Linked DNA regions of Rattus norvegicus: region 2 is linked to region 1. Evidence: chromatin contacts called from public Hi-C data. All regions are on one chromosome and are shown on one strand. The core of a region is the stretch at or near the end of the contact, and the rest is flanking DNA. Distances in the headings are between cores, read along the strand shown.

Evidence for each region. A called contact is a pair of places that touch in the nucleus more often than the background predicts.
Region 2: a Hi-C map of psoas muscle shows a contact between it and region 1, with 2.6 times the contacts expected there. The contact joins two enhancer-like sites. A contact is called at or near these places in 4 of 12 Hi-C or Micro-C datasets (the Rat2 cell line, Schwann cells, hepatocytes and 1 more).

What each region holds. Positions count from the first base shown.
Region 1 is chr20:29,831,471-29,837,692 of GRCr8, reverse strand. It overlaps Pald1 (phosphatase domain containing, paladin 1), which reads left to right. Exons shown (of 19, transcript NM_001034128.2): 10 at 744-839; 11 at 1,163-1,291; 12 at 1,716-1,832; 13 at 1,916-2,071; 14 at 2,340-2,522; 15 at 3,486-3,626; 16 at 3,850-3,921. Among named protein-coding and RNA genes, the nearest start is that of Pald1, 15 kb to the left of the region's middle. Within about 2 kb of position 3,637, at least 3 of the 93 cell types and tissues checked have an H3K27ac peak or open chromatin away from gene starts, as enhancers often do.
Region 2 is chr20:29,871,992-29,878,213 of GRCr8, reverse strand. It overlaps a transcript of Pald1 not described here. Among named protein-coding and RNA genes, the nearest start is that of Pald1, 26 kb to the right of the region's middle. Within about 2 kb of position 3,348, at least 20 of the 93 cell types and tissues checked have an H3K27ac peak or open chromatin away from gene starts, as enhancers often do.

The DNA.
Region 1 (6,222 bases), core at 2,388-4,887:
TCTTTCTGATACTCCACTGCCCCGAGGAGGCTGGGCTAGGGTTGAGAGAGGGGGAATTCTATTGCTTGCTATCTAATTTCTCTCTGTGAATTAGACGTAGTAATAGTCCCCTGGAATATCATCTGTGCGTGCGTGCGTGTGTGTGTGTGTGTGTGTGTGTGTGTGTGTGTGTGTATGTGTGTGTGTGTGTGTGCGCGCGTGTGCATGTGTGTGTATGTGTTCCTGGATCTTAAAGGAGGGTCTCTCTCAAGAAAGAGAAAGGAACCCGGGGGTATTGGCACACACCTTTAATCCCAGCACTAGACACTAGAGAGGCAGAGGCAGGCGGATCTCTGTGAGTTCAAGGCTAGCCTGGTCTACAGAGCTAGTTCCAGGACAGGCAGAGCTAAACAGAGAAGCCCTGTTTCAACAAACAAAGTAAAGATTCAACACAGAAGAAATGGAACAAGACGAGGGGGTAGCTGTCCTGTTTTCTCCCCACTCCTGTCCCCTGTCCCAGGGCTGGGAGCTGGCCTGGAGAGGCAGCATCTGCACTAGGGCCACTCAAGCCCACTGTGGTCACCACAGGGTTCCATATTATGCATGAGCAAGTGGGATAGACACATGGAAGGACTTCAGACTGGCAGAACTGTTTCAGAGCTAGAGAGAGTGACTTCTGGAGCTCTCTATGCTTCTAGAAAAGGCTTGGGGCATGCCATGTTTAACACCCTGTTTCTTTCTCCCTTTCCCTGCCCTGTCCTCAGGAATGTGGTAGTCAGCATTCTGTCCAACAGAGGGCGCTGTGGAGCCTGGAGCTGTACTTCTATCTGATCCTGTTTAACTACTATCTGCATGAGCAGGTGGGGACCCCTCTTACCCCAGCCACAGGGACCCCATGGAACAGGGAATAGAGTGAGATTGTGTGTGTTAGTCCCTGAGAGAGGTTGGGAGGGCCAAGAACAGGTCTAGGTGAGTGTTGTTTCTGCCCCGCCTCCCGTTTCCCCTCTCCCCTCCCAACCCAGACCTAGGCTTTGTATCTTGGTTGGGGCAGAATACATCCTGTTCCTCCCTCTCCCACCCATTCTCCCCTGGGTCACAATGATACCTTTTGGGGCTAGGCAGGGAGGGCTCAGAATGGGCCCACACTCCTCAATGCCCCGTCTCTCTTGGCCTCGGGCTGCAGTACCCCCTGGCCTTTGCCCTCAGTTTCAGTCGATGGCTGTGTACGCATCCTGAGCTGTACCGTCTGCCGGTGGTGCTGAATTCAGTGGGGCCTTTGGTCCCTGGGGACCTCATCGCCCAGGGCTCCCTGGTGAGTAGCTGGGCATTTGTGGAGTGGCTGGGTTGGTTGGCCCCTGGCCCCACGGAGTTCTAGATTCCCACAGGGCTGGGGAAGTATTGTCAGGGGGGCGGCAGACTTCTCGTGTGAGCGGGATATGCTGTGCTCTGGCTGCTGTCCTGGTACCTTCTCCTCAGTCTCAAAGCCCAGAGTTTTGCCACAGAGTCAGACTAGACAGTAGGACATCTGAGCACCCTCTCTGGAGGGTGTGCACCACATCCTTGCCAGAGCATCGATAAGGCTGAAGTGTGTGCCTTGTATGCCCTATACCCAGCAGGACACCGTTTCTCCCCACCCTAACCCCACCCTTCCCACGGAGACCCGATGGGTTAAGATCCCCATCACCGTATATGACGGGTGATCATAGGCTTTAGATATGGTGTCCTCCTCCCTACAGGAAGCAGATGATCTTGTTTCCCTGGATGCGCTCAGCACTGTCAGAGAAATGGATGTAGCCAACTTCCGGCGTGTGCCTCGGATGCCTATCTATGGCACCGCCCAGCCCAGCGCCAAGGTGCCCGCTCTCAGGCCCGGAGTTCAAACGTTGGGGGTAGGGAAAGGAGAGCCCTGACCCTGACGGCCCCTCGTCCCCCCCAGGCCCTAGGCAACATCCTGGCCTACCTGTCTGATGCCAAGAGGAAGCTACGGCAGGTGGTCTGGATCAACCTGAGGGAGGAGGTTGTGCTGGACTGTGACGGTCACACACACAGCCTGTGGCTCCCCGGACCAACCCTGGCCCCCAAGCAGCTGGAGGTAAGGTCTCCGGCCTTTTGCATGGTCTGCATGGGAGGCACTTAGGGGTGAAGGAAGCCAAGGGAGAGATCCAGAAGGCCCTGTGTTCCTGTCGTATGGATGGAGGAGGCGCTGAGGCTTAGGAGGGCATGACTGTCCCCATGTCCCCATACTCCTGTGGCTTTTCTGCCTCTGGGGTGTGATTCTGACCTGAGGCTGGGGCTGTGCCAGGCTCCTGTCTCTCAGTCCTGTTTCAATGGCCTCTGCCCTCTGTCCTGCTCTTACCTAGGATTTGGAGGCCCAGCTGAAAGCCTACCTGAGTGCTCCTGTCCCCAACACCAAGAGCCCTACCACCCCCAGGTTCCAGAAGTGCCTGACCACACAAGAGGTCTTCAGCCAGCACCAGGGGGCCTGCCTTGGCCTTACCTACTGCCGCATTCCTGTGCCAGACTTCTGCGCCCCTCGGGAGGAGGTGAGGGGCCAGGTCTCTGGGCACCAGATCTCTCTTTCTCTTCTCTGGCCTGGGAAAAGCCGCTCAGCTCCATAACGGGGCAAGGGGATTGTCTAATGGGGTTCATATGAGGCCTCGGAAGCACTTTCCCATCCCTTCTATGTATGTGTGCTTATGTGCACGAGCACAGGCCTGGTCATGTGTATTCTATCTTCATAGGCTTGGGTTGTGGGGCCAGTCTGTGTGTCATATGTTGCATGTGCACCATATGTCACCGGGGAGGGCGTGTGCTCATATGGTTGTTGGAGAAACATATGATGCACAGTGCCATGGTGATGTGGGTGTAGTTCCCATTGGGGTTCATGGCATCTGTCTTGTGTTCGTGGGCTACGTGTAAATGTTACATCCACAGAGCCAGGGGTGAGCATGGAGAAAACCCTGTGTGATTGAGGGGGTGTTCATGCGGCCCTTGTAGGTCTGTGACAGCTGTATATTCACAGCCGTCTGTGTGGTTTGACTTTTGGGGTCTTGCTGGTGTATCTGTGGGCTGTGTGTGCTTGGTATCTGTGACTTGGTCACTACCATAGTTGTCAGGGCTGGTGCCTTTTGCATGGCTCTCTGTGGGCTCATAGCCAGTGGAGTGCTGCCCCCTGGTGGCTGTTCAGGCAAGGACACAGCCCCAGACTGGAAAACTTAGATGTGCATGAAGGTTGGCATACCGAGTCCCAGAAGTGTGTGGTATCTGCTTATATGACTGATCCTGGGTGCCTGGGATAGAGACAGTTATGGGTGTACACAAGAACACGGCTGTTCGCACATGCATGGTCTTGTACGTAATCTAGTGAACTGTGCACGCGCATGAACTAGGTCGTGTACACGATGAGGCATGAGGGGACAGAAATCTGGGGTTGCCATTTGGTCCCCACTGTGAGTTTGATCAGCCAGTGGCACTCCTGGATTCAGACTGTGGTCTCATCACCCCAGGACTTTGACCGGCTGCTTGAGGCCCTGCAAGCTGCCCTCACGAAGGACCCAGGCACAGGCGTGGTCTTCAGCTGCCTCAGTGGCCAGGGTCGGACCACAACTGCCATGGTGGTGGCCGTGCTGGCCTGCTGGCACATCAGGGTAGGTGTGGCCTTCTGCATGAGGTCAGAGGTCATTCCCGGCAGGGGTGGGTACTGGCTATGGTGAGTGTAGAGGGGCAGAGGTCATGTCTGATGTCATTGAGGAGATCCTTTTCCATCCATCTTGGCCAACCCTCAGTGGGGGTTCTGGGTGTGGGGGTGTGGGAGTGTGGGGGAGGAAGTAGAATAGGGAAAAGTTCCATCTCAGTTCTGTCATCCCTCAGGGCTGCCCCGAGGTGGGCGAGGAGGAGCTAGTGAGTGTGCCTGACGCCAAGTTCACCAAGGGCGAATTTCAGGTGGGTACACCTCCTCCCTCCCCTCCCCTGGCCTTCCTACCCCCAAACCCCCTCACCCCGCTGGTGCCCTGGGAATGCTGGGCAGATCAGAATTCTTGGATCCTGATGGCAGCTTGATGGGGTAGGGCTGGCTGTCTGCTTCCCGGGTGGGTAAACTGTGGCTCAAAACAGCTTGACTCTTGAGCCTCTGCCATAGTAGATGGGGTCTGGACCCTTTCCTACCAGACTGGATTATCTCAGTATCGATGATAACCACCTTATCGTGGCTTGAGACTCAGCCGTGGTTGGTGCTCTATGGAGTCCTGCAAGCTACTCTGATCTGCCGGTCCCCCTGCTTAAGCCCAGGGGCTCTATCTGGGCAGGCCATTAACATTCAGATCCAGTCCTCTGTCTCCTGTACCTGCCACCCATCATGTGACATCTCAGACCCGTGACACCTCTGCACATGTGGCCTTTAGCTGAGCAGTGGCTGTCTTCACAGTTTCTGGTCACCTGTGCCACATGCTTGCCACTTGCCCTCCTGGCACTCCTGTTTGCTGACTGAGAGGTCAAGGCTGCCAATCACGCGGGGCCTCTGGGTCCCTAGACACGCTCCTCTTTCCACGCCCCTTTTTCCTTTTATGGTTGATGATCACCCTTCTTTTTCTTTATTTAGCATGATGGAAATATGCTAACAGAAATCAAATTCTAGGCCAGCCTGATCTACATTGTAACTTTCAGGCCAGAGAGGGCTACACAGTGAATCTTGTTTCAAATAAATAAATGAATGAGTGTAGCCCAGTGGGGGAGTGTTTGCCTGGTATGTTTAAGGCCCTGGACGGGATCCCTACCGCTGTAATGGATAAGAAGAAAAAAACAAGGCAGAGGCGTGTGGGTGGCTCGGTTCTGTTGCACACACACAGAGCCCTGGGCTCAAGCCCAGCATTGAGCACCCTGAGTAGGAATGGTGGCTCAAACCTGAGATCCACTGTTTGGGTGGGAGAGGCAGGAGGATGGAGTTCAAGGTCATTCTCTACTACCTAGGGAGTTGGAGGACTGCCTGGGGCATATAAGATGTCTCAAAAAAGCTGGGGGTGAGTGGGGCAGTGAGATAGCTGGGTCAGTAAAATGCTTGTCCAACAGTAACAAAATAAGGAGTAAGACGAATCTTTGTAAGGAACCTCGCCTAGGCTTTTAATATGTGCTGAGCATTTCAAACCTGTCGGTGGTTTACTAGCATGATCTCTCTGGCTCTCCCATTGTCTCTGGCTCTCCCCGGTTCTCCTGTTGTCTCCCTGGTTCTCCTTGTCAGCACCATGTCTTCCTTCTGTTGTAGGAGCCTGGCTCTCCCAGACCCACGGTTAATGTAGAAGACTGAGAGCTCCCTTATGGTTTCACTAAACTGTGACCGTGACAGACAGAAGTGACAGCTCATAGGTTTAGTACTTGATACTCACTGTTTTAAACCCCCCCCCCCCCCCACACACACACAGTATTTCTCTTTGTAGTTCTCACTGTCCTGTAATTCACTCTGTAGACCAGGCTGGCCTTGAACTCAGAGATTTGCCTGCCTTTGCCTCCCGAATACTAAGATTAAAGTTGTCTGCTACTACTCTGCCCAGCAAAAGATTTTGTTTTTAATTATGTGTACCTGTGTGTCTCTGTGAGGCTTATGTCCTTATGAGTGCAATGCCTGTGGAGGCCAGAAGAGGGCACTGGAGTCCCGGGAACTGGACTGTTGTAAGGCATCTGATGCACCAAACTCAGGTCCTCTCCAAAAGCAGTACACAATTACGTGCTTTTCACAACTAAGCTCTCTCTTTAACCTGACATCCTCCTTTTAAAAAGTATTTTTGTGGGGGGTTGGGGATTTAGCTCAGTGGTAGAGCGCTTGAGGCCCTGGGTTCTGTCCCCAGCTCCTAAAAAAAAGAAAAGAAAAAAAAAAGTATTTTTGTGTGCACTGAGGTGTGCAGGTCAGAATCAACCTTTGGGTGTAACCCCCTCAGGTGCTGGTCACCCATTTTTGGTTTGTCTGGTTGCCCCCCCCCCCCCCAGGCATGGTCTCTCTGTGTGTCCTTGGCTGTCCTGAAACTTATTCTGTAGACCAGGCTGGCCTCAAACTCAGAGATCCTCGAGCCTGTGTCCCTTTGAGTGTTGGGATTAAAGGTGTGCGCCACCACTGTCCAGCTGCCCCGTTTTGTTTGCTTGTTTTTGTTTTTATTTTGTTTTACTCTTTTGAGGCAGGGTCTCCTTGCCTGGGCCTCTCTGGTTCCACTAGACTAGGGCTGACTGAGGGGTCTCCTGTCACTGCTCCCTGCCTGG
Region 2 (6,222 bases), core at 2,099-4,598, 41 kb before region 1:
CATGGACATCTACCTGGAGAGGCTGAAGTCCGGAGGCTGCAGACCGTCTCTACCTAAGCTCAAGTGGCACAGGAGAAATCAATCCTGTTTCTGGAGTCCAGATATTCCGCTGGATCTGCAGAAGCAGAAAAGGGAAGCCCGGGGCTACAGATTTACAGTGGCCCTGGAGTAGGGGAGGGGGTGTGGCGTTTTTCTCCAGCCAAGGAGGCTGGAAGTCCTCCTAGGGTATTTTCCAGAAGTAGCCTAGCAGACAAGGGAAGGGGAACTTGCTTCTCCCGCAGGTCCCTCTATCCACGAGTTTTCCTCCGGGCGCAGGGCGAGCGGACGCAGGAAGCTGGCCCGGAACCCGGCCCTCCGGGAGCCGCGACTGAGTTGGAGGGTGGGGGTGGGAGGGTTGTGTCTATCTGACCCTGGCCGGGTGAGTGTATCTTTAAGTCCGCGCCCCCTCCCGGTGGGCGGAGGCCGAAGCTGCGGTGGGCCGGACCGGGAACCGAGTAACCGCGCCCGCTCGGGCGTGGGGCGGGGGGAATCCGGACTCGGGGCGGGGCTCCGGGGGTGATCCTGGCCTCGGTGGCCGCGGGCTGGCCGGGTCTGCACCGTCTGGACACCGCGGGAGCTGCCTCCGCCCCCGGATGGGCTGGGAGAGTGGGCGGAGCCATTTGGAGCCCGCGCGAGTCGTGCCCGCAGCCCGCCTCGGCGCCGGCAGTCCCCGGCCGCAGAGCGCGACGCTCCCCTGGAGCTGCGGCTGCCAGGTAAGCACGCGTGGGCCGCGCCGAGGAAGGATCGGGGTCCCTTGGTCTTGGGAGGAGGCGTCTGAGCCACCCAGGCCTGCCCCAGGCCGGCGCCAGCACGCTCTCTCAAAGCCGGAGCTGCGCCCGGGTCGTGCGCAGGTCGATCCCGGACTCAGCTCCTGTACTCTGGCTTCCCTCGGAGTGGGGGACAACGTGGACTGGCGACACCCGCTCTTCATTGCCAGGCCTGAGAGCCCTCCTGGCCAGCTGGGCTTCCAAAGAAGTTAGGAAACATAGCTGGGTTGCGATCCCGGCATGGGGTCCCCAGACTTATCTGAGGGGCCCTTGAGGCCCAGGGGCGAGGGAGCAAACTCAGGGGCCTGGCAGGCACAGGCTTTGATTCGCCGCTCGGTTTGGTCTCATTTGAGGCGGGGTCTCCTTGGTGTGAGCGTGGGTGTGCATGCAGCCTGTGTACATTCATGTGACTGTGGATGTGCGGTGTCTGTGTCCATTTGTCCTCTTATCAAGCTTCAGAGGACCCCCCCCCCAAAAAAAAGACATAGACTTATTAGAAAAGGTAGTGTTCAGGGGACTGACTTCCAGTTTCTTGTCGTGGCTAGGATGCTCATGTTTTGGAAATCAGACCCAACAAAAGCCTGGTTGGGGCAAGCTTGAGGTATCTCTCCTTCCAGCTAGGGCCGGTCCTTGGCTGCCCACAACCAGTGTCAGAGCACCTGTGAGATGTGGGCTCGGGGCCATGCACAGACAGTGTGGGAAGTGGGAAGATTTGGAAAGGCTCTGTCCTCATGTGGCTCCGCCCTGCAAGGGAACACAAGAGAGAAACACTTGGGCCAGTTCTCTGATAGAGAGTTTGATACCAGCCCTGGGCTGGTAGCCGGAGAAGAAAATGCCAGGAGGCTCCTCATGGGAATTGCAAAACACCGGTGTGGCAAGGGTACTGACTGGGGTGACCTGAGACTTTACAGATAGCTGTGTTTCAACGTCCCGGTGCAGGCAACCCCACCCTCCTCATTAGCATTACTAATCCGGACCCCTTTGCATCTCGCGGAGTTGGGGGTGGGGTGGGCAACATGCGTAGGAGGGCTGGCTAGGACTTCCTGCTTCTGTGTGTCCACCCCACTCCCATATTTTGTTTGCTTTGGGGGTGAGGGGAGTCCAAACACCCATTTGTTTTCTCCGGTCAGATGGAGCACAGGTCTGGGGCTGCCGACGTTTGAACTAGCCTTACTGGAGGAAGCCTTACTTCCCTTTTGAAGAGCCTCCATCGTGGGGGCTGGAGGGGAGGGGTGGGAGGCACTGGCCAGACGCGGTTTCCTGTGAGGGCAGACAGGCCTGAGGTAGCCCACTTAGCTCCGGTCACTGGTGTTGGAGTGGACAGCGTGGGGCTACTCTGACCCTACTCTGAGGCTCTGTCGTATTGGGGACTCTGCTCCGTCTCTCTCTATTGTTCCCGATACTTTGGAGGAGTTGGGAGTGTATCTTCCGTCCAAGGTTTTGGGCACTGTTCTAGTGGGAGCTAACCAGGCACAGGAGGGAGCGCCATGTGGGTGGAGCATGAGCTCATATTCAGGTGGGCAGACACAGGGAAGAACTGAACGTATTTACCTGAGAACAGGCACAGAACCGGGTGGGCTGGCATCCCAGGAGGGTAGACATGTGAGGGGACAGGTGTTTGTGAGCCTGTGAAAGAGGACTAGAGCAGCCACAGACACTTATAGACAGGCTTGTGTTCCTGGCATTGCAGTTCGCTTGGGCGGCAGGTGTGTAAGTGGGCAGACAGGTGGACTCACAGAACAGACATGCATATAAACTGACACCGGGTCTCATGGTTCTCAAGTACTAGATAGCCGTGGAGCCAGTTGTGCCCCGCCTCTGGTGGGTGGGGCACAAATACTGGTTAGAGGCACCTGCCAGTCAAGGCTAGGGTCTGGATAGCTGTGGATGCTGAGACACAGTCCCAGGTGAATGTTGCTGTGGTTACCGCAGCTGAGCCAGACACCGTCTTGTTCAGCGTGGAGGGACAGGTACTCGGTATGGCTTCCTTCCTTCCTCATGTATCCCAGGCTAGCTTTGAACTTACTAGGTAGCCAAGGGATAGCCTTAGACTCCCGATGCTCCTGTCTCTACCTCCTGGGTACTAAGGTTACAAGCACGCTCCACCACACCCAGTTTATAGGGTACTGGGGATAGAACCCAGACCTCATGGATGTTGGCAAACACTCTACCAACAGTAGCCCCAGCCCCAATGTATTTCTAGTCCATGTTGGGGATGATTAAGAGGGTCCCAGAGAGCTCGGCGGTCTGTTTTAGTCTGAAGGCATGCAATCTCCTGCCCTCTCTGTTACTGGGCTGAGTGTCTGCCTGGGGCGCCAGCAGAAGCTTCTTCAGCCTTTGATGCCATCCTTTTGTGTCCCCAGGACTTCTGTGAACCCTCATGCCACTTTGTGCCACTGTGCGCACACTGCTCGGCTCTGAAGTTTCCTGCTGAACTTCCCTAAGCCCTTGAGCCTTAGGTACTTGTCTCTGTATACCAGCGGGAGGTATCTGGGATGAGAGCTATCTCCCTCTGGCGTGGACAGAGCAGAGTCTCCCACATTCTGGCTGTGCTCATGTCGCCTCTGCCCAGCCTGGCACCTTTGGAGCCAACCCTGACCCTGATACAGCTTGACACCAAATGCTCTTGTGACCTTCCACAGTCGTCACTGTAGCAGTTACCTCATTCTTAACCCCAGCTCCCTGGAGGGTTAAATGGAAGACAGTTCATATCAAGTTAGTGACTTTCCAACAGTCCGCAGGGCTGCGACCAGGACGGCCCGGAGTCTCTTTGGCAGCCAGGTGTTTGGCTGGGATCCTGGGCAAATCGGAACATGTAGACACCATACATCTCTTTGTTGGGAGTGACAGCCCCCTCTGTCCTCTCTCTCTCTGCCCGGAGCCCCTCCTTGTCCTGGGGTCCTCTGAAAGGGTCAGGAAGTGGCAGGCAGGGCGTGTGGAAGCTTGGGCTTTCTGCCTGCTGGGCCTCTGGGAGGGGAGCCAGTGGTTCGCTAAGAATAGCCCCAAATCATGGCTCTGGCCTCCCGGTGGGCAGCGCTGCCTCTCCCTGCCTCTCCCACAGCAAGGCATTTGGAGACAGGCTTTGCATATTTCCTGTGGCCAGCATGGCATGGGGATGGGCCTGGGACCTGGGAGCTAGCTGCAGGGTCTTGACTGCAGCTGGCTTGGCGACATTGTCCAGTCAGGCCTTTGTCTGGGACTTGGTAAAGAAAAAGTGAGCAGCATCCTTGTTGGAGGAGAGCTTCCCCCATGGCGTGTCCTGACCGCTCCACCCCTGTTCGGCTACTGTAGCAGACCCTCAGATCTGTATTCCTGTCCTAGCTCTGTGACCCTCCTTAACATCTCTGTGCCTTATTTTCCTATGTAACAGGGTAGGGAGAAGGATTCCCCTGTAAGAGTGTCCAAGAACGAAAGGCCAGTGTGTATGGAGATGGCTGGGGACTGTCTAGCTCACAGGATGTTCTAGGGAGACAGTGGGTGCCACAGCCATCTTTAGGATTTCATTCTAGTGATTGTGTTATGTTGAATGGGGACGAGGACCCAATGGCATTTTGATTTGGGTTCTTCTGTGCGGGTTCCATCCAAAGCACAGAGGCTGCAGCAGTCAGATATGTGGCTCAGTTGGTAAAGTTGGGTCTCATGCAAGCACATGCGTGAGTTCCATCACTAAAACCCACCAAAGAGGGGCTGGAGAGATGGCTCAGCGGTTAAGAGCACTGACTGCTCTTCCAAAGGTCCTGAGTTCAATTCCCAGCAACCACATGGTGGCTCACAACCATCTGTAATGAGATCTGGGGTCATCTTCTGGCCTTCAGGCACATATGCAGACAGAAAGCTGTATGATGTATACATAATAAATAAATAAGTTAAAAAAAAACCCACCAAAGAGCTGACACAGTCTTGCGTAGTGCTGGGGAGAAGGAGCCGAGAATTCTGAGGCTCCCTGGTCAGAATGAGAACCAGGTTTAGCGAGACACAGTCTCCCAAAAAAAAAACACAAATAGGAAGTGATTCAGGAAGACACTGGTGTCAACCTCCAGCCTCCACGCCTGGCCATGCATGTATATACACTCACGTGCACACACACCGATGTGCACACACATCAGATAGGAAGCAAGCAAGACACAACCATGAATTACGCTGCACTCCCCCGTGTGCTGCCTGGGGTTGGAGCTGGAGGACTTAAGTAGGCTTGGCAAAGGTTAGGTGATTTATCCCAGCACAGGGGCTGGTGGGGCAGAGGTGGGGTAGCCCCAGATCTTTATATGTTTCCTGTGGACTTTTCTGTGGCACAAGCGTCCAGTCTGGCCTGGAGCTAGGGCAACTCTGCAGCAGACATGTGGTGTCTGGGCTCCCTGTGTGCCTGTGGCCTTTGGGAACTGGGTAGGCCACTGGAGAGACTCTGGGCTTCCAGCAGTTCCTAAAGAAGAGAGGACTGGGGAATGGATGGCCTGGAGTCTTGGAGAAATGGGTCTCTAGAGGCAGAATGGTGAGTGTCCTGAAGTGGCCTGCGACTCGTGTTCTGTTCACCCCGCCCCCCCACCTGCCTCCGCTTCCCTTCCTCAGTAGAGGACAGGGACACCGGGTGTTTTGGAAGATTCTCTTTGGAAAGCGCCGAGGGGAATTTCCTCTATTTTTCCTTTCCCTGGACTTAGAGTCTCCGCTCCCCCACAACTGAGTTAACTCAGTTCTGCTGGTCACTAAGTAGCTCTTAAATTAACACTCGTAGTAGCAGAGCCCTTGGACCGTTCTGCCTCCTTCCCAGGGTTGGTCCCCCACCAGTGCCTTGCTCTGGTGGTGGGACCTGGAAGACCTTCAAACCAGCCATGGTTGGGCTATACGGGCTAGCCTTGGCTTGCTCTGCCTTCCAGGTTCTGTGCCTGTCCTGGTACCCATGGGGTCGGGAGCAGGGGCTCCTGGGTCTTTGCAACTTCCTGTGTGTGTGGCTCAGCCTGACTCCCCCACGGCTTGTCAGTAAACAAGCATCCATGGCAGAGGGCTATCTCGGGACATCAGTTCCTGGGCTGTAGAGAAGTGTAAATCAGACCTCGCCTCGGTGGGCTCTGATGGGCTTCAGCTTGGGTGTGGTCTGGTTGTTTGCCACCTGCACTGTAGAATGAGTGAATCGTTTTTCTCTGCCGGCCAGCACACATACACGCACACACGCATGTGTCACTGTACAGGGGCACGCATGTCGAGTTCAGGAAGTAACCTCGGATGCTGTTCTTGGGGTGTTCTTCCCCAGGCTGCACCCACCTTGGTATTTCTGTTGTTTTTGTTTTTCGAGACAGTGTTTCAGCTGTGGCTGTCTTGGACTCCCTTTGTAGACCACACTGACCTCAAACTCACAGAGATCCACCTGCCTCTGTCTCTCTAGTGCTGGGATTAAAGGCATGCATGGAGTTTCCCAAGACAG